2 separate regions of the Rattus norvegicus genome follow, and region 1 is linked to region 2. The links are chromatin contacts, called in public Hi-C maps. All regions are on one chromosome and are shown on one strand. Each heading gives the region's core, a stretch centred on a gene start, on an enhancer-like site or on the middle of the called end of the contact. The rest is flanking DNA. Distances are from core to core; before and after follow the strand shown.

Evidence for each region. Hi-C and Micro-C count contacts between places; a contact is called where the count stands out from the background.
Region 1: a Hi-C map of frontal cortex shows a contact between it and region 2, with 2.4 times the contacts expected there. The contact joins the enhancer-like site here to the promoter of Adam10 in region 2. A contact is called at or near these places in 4 of 12 Hi-C or Micro-C datasets (the A7r5 cell line, frontal cortex, hepatocytes and 1 more).

What each region holds. Positions count from the first base shown.
Region 1 is chr8:80,504,045-80,506,808 of GRCr8, reverse strand. All of the region lies in intron 1 of Lipc (lipase C, hepatic type), which reads left to right. Among named protein-coding and RNA genes, the nearest start is that of Lipc, 11 kb to the left of the region's middle. Within about 2 kb of position 1,443, at least 5 of the 93 cell types and tissues checked have an H3K27ac peak or open chromatin away from gene starts, as enhancers often do.
Region 2 is chr8:80,225,387-80,228,252 of GRCr8, reverse strand. It overlaps Adam10 (ADAM metallopeptidase domain 10), which reads right to left and starts at 1,391. Exons shown (of 16, transcript NM_019254.1): 1 at 1,130-1,391. The coding sequence starts at 1,184.

The DNA.
Region 1 (2,764 bases), core at 194-2,693, 280 kb before region 2:
TGATGCAGAGGTTGAGTGTTTGCTGCTCTCTCAAAGACCTGAGTTCAGTTCCCAGCACCCACACTATACAGCTCACAAGTGCCTGTAACTCCAGCTCTAGGAGATTGACATCCTCTTCTGGCTATCTCAGGCACCCCAACTCATGTGTGCATGTGTACACACAAGCAAACACACACACACACACACACAGGAGAGAGAGAGAGAGACAGAGAGACAGAGACAGAGAGAGACAGAGAGAGACAGAGAGATGTGTGTATGCTCCAGTGAGTTTCACTAGGTTTCTAGCAAGCAGCATAGCTGAGAAGTTATTTACAGGATCACGGTCAACTTGCCAGTAGCCACCAGCTACCTATCAATCCTCACAGGATGCTAGGTCTTACGAGGCCCTCCCCTTGAAAGGAACGAAAGAATGTTGATGGTCCCAATTTTCCAAATATATATTAAATTCAAGGTAGTCACAAAAATGTGCTCTTCCAAATTAAAACATCTGCAAGCTGAAAAGAAAGTATTTCTTGAAGAGAAGCTTCCGGGCTGAGACTCCATGGTGATGGGTAGAGAAATTGCCACAAAAGCACTGAGCCACTCCTTTCTAACCCTGGAAATCTGCTCCAGGGCGCTCTTCTCACACAAGCTGGACATTAGCAGGGTTGGGCAGGGCCTGAGAAGGACTGGCCTACACATAGCTGTGTAAGACTCTGATGTCAGACACTCCAACTCCCTGGTACTAAGAGGAACCAACATAGTGAAGGGAAAAATACTAATTTATATTAAATCATAAAACAAAATTATAGCTGTTATTTACCACTTGCTGCATTCTAAGCCCCAAGGACAGTACAAAAATCACCATTTCATTTACCCAAAAGCTTCAATCTAAGAGTCCAGGACCTTAGAGTATGTGAGACAATTTTGATTCAATGTGATAAGTGTACAAATTTATGTTGTGCAGAGTTCTGAGGCAAGAATGGTCAGCTAAGAAGGCAGTTTAGACAAGCATGTGTGTGTGTGTGTGTGTGTGCATGTGTGTGTGTGTGCATGTGTGTGTGTTGACTATTCACCTGCATGTATGTCTGCAAACAATGTACACACTGTGCCCAAGAAGGCCAGAAGATGGCATCAGATCCCCTGGAACTGGAGAGGCAGACAGATGTGAGTTGACGTGTGGGTAGTGGGAACTGAGCCTAAGTCCTCTGCAAAAGCAGCCAGAGCTCTTAGCCACCGAGTAATCTCTCCAGCCCCCTGGTTCAAGTCTTAAAGGAAAAGAAGTAGGAGAATATTGTGAGGAAGAAGAAAAGAGTATGAATAGTCTTGACTCGAAGGGCTGAAAGAATGAGAATGAACTCAAGAATTCACGAGACTTCACTATGGCAGTGAGACGAGCAGAAGCAAGGACCCCTAGCTCCACCCTTAAGAAGTTTTCCCTGACCCTGGAGGCTGTGCTGCCCAGATGCAGGTTGGCATTTGAGGAGGTATAGCTTACTAGGTGCCTTCCTTGCTGCCTAGAGAGCCTTATCTCCCAGCCTGGCTGAAACCCTGGTCACTCCCTTCTGGGAAGAAACTACACCAGCAGGAAAGGGCACGGGTGGAGTCTTGTACTCGGCAGTCTTGCAGTCTCCCTGGGCCCTCACACAAATATTTGGCTCTTCCTTCAAAGCAAGTCCAACTTTGAGCAGATCTCTGAAGTATTCTTGTTCATTGTTATTCTGAGCCCTAAGTCATGAGATTCCCATGCAGCTTAACCACTATGACATTCCCATGAAACTTAACCAGTAACATATTAGGAATCGTCCATCATGAAAATCCCTTACTGGGAAAAGAGAACTATGTGCAAATTTCACACCATACTTACTGATCGGTATCAACTTGACATTGAAACGTTCACTCCCATCTGCGTTAATTCACTGAGTTTTTACTGTAAACCTGTAAATATTAGACTGGTGCAAACATCCCATTTTGAAGATGATGGGCTTACCAACTGTATTAGTTACTGCTCTCATTACTGTAGGGGAAAAAAACTGACAAAATGAACTTAAGGGAGAGATTATTTTGGCTCAAAGTTGCCCACGTGACAGGGCCAGGGTGGTAGCGGGAGCACACAGCAGCTTGTGACATTGGACTAGTCAGGCAGGAGAGAGAGAAGATTGCTGGTGCTCAGCTCAGTTCCTCGTTTTATAGTCAGTCTGGAACCCAAGGTTATGGGATGGCACTACACATATTTAGGGTAGGTATTCCCACCTCAATTAACCTACTCTAAAACTCCCTTACACTCACGCCCAGAGTTTCATCTAGATCCTGTCAAATTGGCAATCTTAACCATCACACTAGCTAAGGCCTCTAGGGATGACACCGGCATCAAGCATAAGGGGGTTTCTTTGGCAGACTTCAGCAAGAAAAGGGGAGCCCTAGGACTGCCTCATGGATTGAATTGAGGCTGCTTATGAAAACTGGGCCTGTGTGGATGAGTCTAAGGAAGGCCTGGAAACTGGGAATTCTGGACTGGACTTCATCAAAAGAGAAGGCAAATCTACAGCCAGGCAATCATTATTGACTAATTGCTACACTAAGTCAAGCATGATCTACTAGGTGGGGTGAGGGAAGATGAAACAGAGGTTGAGTTGATGTTTGGAGATTGAGGCGAGGTTCGCAGTTGAAAGGAGAGAAGCCAGGGCATTAGGCTTGCTGGTCAGCCCTCTACCACTGAGCTATACCTGCAGGTCTTGAGCTGAGGTCAATATAGGAGCACCCATGACAGATTCTGACAGTCAGG
Region 2 (2,866 bases), core at 142-2,641:
GAACACAGACAATACACTACAGAAAACACTAGGATATTTTCTAAAGTATCAAGTTAGACGACTGACAACCATCCAAAACACCCCTGGAAGTTTTCCGGGTTTTCTTTTTGTTTTGTTTCCAATTCAATGCTTTTAAGCTAAGCTCTATCCGAATACCTGGGTGGCAAATCAGCTTACCAAAGGTAAAGCACTTTCTCATAGGAACAAAATAATCATGCGACCTCTCCTAGGAAACACTGGGAATGAAATATCGCTGTATCTCAAACCCGAAGCGTCAGGAAACTTTAAGCAACTGTGAACGCCAATTTGCAGGGGGAGGGAGCACAGCTCTGACAATCCTCTGACTACGCGGTACATCTGCTCCACCTGAGAGTTTAAGAAAACTCTGCAAGTTGGATAGCCCAGGAAGGGTTGGTCTTGCTTCTCTAGGGGACTCAAATCAAACAGACAGACAGATCGAAGAGCATCCTAAAACGGCTTGCTATCCTCCTCAGTCAACTAAGCCTTGCCCCGGGGAGACAGAAGACAGAAGACAGACAGACAGACAGACAGACAGACAGACAGACACACACACACACACACACACACACACACACACCCTCCGGAGCGCTGGCTGCCAACACTCCGAAAAGATCACGATGAGGAGGGAAGGCGCTCGGGTGGGACACGCACACCGGCGCCCGCCCCGGGTCCGCTCCAGATCGCCCCGCTCGCTCGCTTCCAGAACAATGCAAGCGCCGCGCTGCCAACCTCGCAAGTTGCTGCGAGTCTGCGCGGTCCCGGAGCTCGGACCGGGGCAGGGTTAAGGTGGCTGCGGAGCGCGCGAGGGCGGCTGGCCTGGGCTCCGCGGCTCCCGGGAAAGCGGCGCGAGAAGCTAGGCAGGCAGGGCCGCCGGGCCGTGGGGGCGGGGAAGGCCTGGCCCGGGGCTCCGCAGCCTGCTCCGGCCGCCGCCGGCGGGAGCGCGGTCCGGGCGCGCGAGGGACAATAGCGCGCGGGGAGCGCGGCTCGGGGTCGGCTGAGGCGAGCTGAGAGCTGACAGAAGCTGAGGAGACCTGACACGCGCGGCCCGGCTCTGCGACGCTGCGCTCGGCCGACCGCCGCTCCTCCGCCGCCCGGGGTAGTGTCTCACCTCCCAGCCCCGCCGCCCAGGAGAGGAGCAGAATTAACACTGTCGGCAACACCATCTTCCGCGGCCGCCGCCTCCTCACGGGTTAACCGCGGTGCATCGATCCTGAGGGAGCCGCGACCGGCGCTGGGTCCCGACGAGCCTCCCCGGCAGTGGCACCGGCGAAGCGCCTCCCTCTCGCTCCACTTCAGGGGCCCAGCCGCGCGCCCTACTCCGCCAAAACAGGGCCCTCCCTCCCCCTCGGCCTCTTCCTTCCTCCCTTCCCCGCTTCCCGGCCCTCGCTCTTCGCCTGGTCTCAGCCCCTTCCCTGAGCCGCGGCCCTCCGCCTCCTTTCTCGCCACGTGACGCATCCGTACCCAATGCACTCGCGAGGCCGCGCCCCTGCCTCCCGCCCCGCCCTGCTCCCACAGGCGCCCCGGGATGGTGCGCATGCGTGCCAAGGCGAGCGCCCCGGCCGCTAGGCCCGGCCGCTGCTTCCTGTCCGCTGCCGGCGAGCAGGGATTGGCCTTGGAGGGCGGGGCTACGGGAAGACCCGCCCACCGCCCCGGGCGGGAGCGCTCTTTTCTCGGTGAAAGTGCTACCTGGTTCTACCAGCTGTTAGGGGCTGTCGCTGGGGCTCACACCCTAGCCCGAAGCTCTCAAACAGGGCTTTCGGCTTCTTTGCCTCCAGAAAACGAGAGGTTTTCCTTGCTTCTCTATCTGCCTCTCTCGAAGCTCTGCATCTGCCAAGTAAACAAAAGCAGTCGCAGCAAGCCCTGTTTTTAGCCGCGATGCACAGCTCTGGTGGGAACATACGGGAAAAGATCCAACAGGAAGAAAGGATACCCAAAGGGGTAGTTTCGTGAACCACTAACAAATGTATGTCACCTACTAGGCCTTAGCCATGATAAAAAGCCGGTGGTCCTTAGTCTCCAGCTCAGAAAAATGCCCTTTTGTTACTCTGTCTCCCTCATACCGCCTTTATGTCAACTTCTACAAAACCGATATTTGGCTTCTCATTTACTTACTTTGATTCTTTATTCTTGTATTCACGAACTACAACTTTAGGGGTAATGGGGGAGGGATTTGTAAGGGTGGGACTGAAAGGAGGGGGAGCTGCGATCTGGATGTAAAGCGAATAAATAAATGAAAAAAAAAAGAACTACAACTTCATTATAAGAATAAATCGCAAACCTTTTACTCCTGCCCTATATATTTTCTACAACCTACATTGTTAAGTCGAATGTGGTTTTTAAATTAAACAGAAATAAAGACGAGTATACTTTTCCCACCCCATCTCCTATCTCTCACCTAATGTATCCTAGGCTGTTCTTTGAGTCTTTGTGGGGCCAAGGATAAACTTGAACTTCTGACTCTTCTGCCTCCCATCTTCCACCTTCCATTCCCCATCGTCCGTGCACCATCAGACCTTGTTTAAGGAGTATATTTATTTTAATTGTTTTGCTTCACTTTACTAAACTCAATACTACAGTCAGAAGTTCCCACATCATCATGATTGTCCTGTCCATTCGCTTCTACTGAAGTATATGAAATCAACATAGACTAACTGAATGTCGTTTTTTTCTTTTTCCTTTTTTAAAGTATCTACTCTTAGGAAAGTTGCCTGTAGACATGTTGCTTTTCACATGTGCTTTCTATTTCTCTCTTACATACTCGATGTTATAGAAGTTTTGAGGTTTTGAGTTATTAATCCATCTCTGTCTTCCAGAGGACCTGAGTTCAATTCCCAGCAATCACATG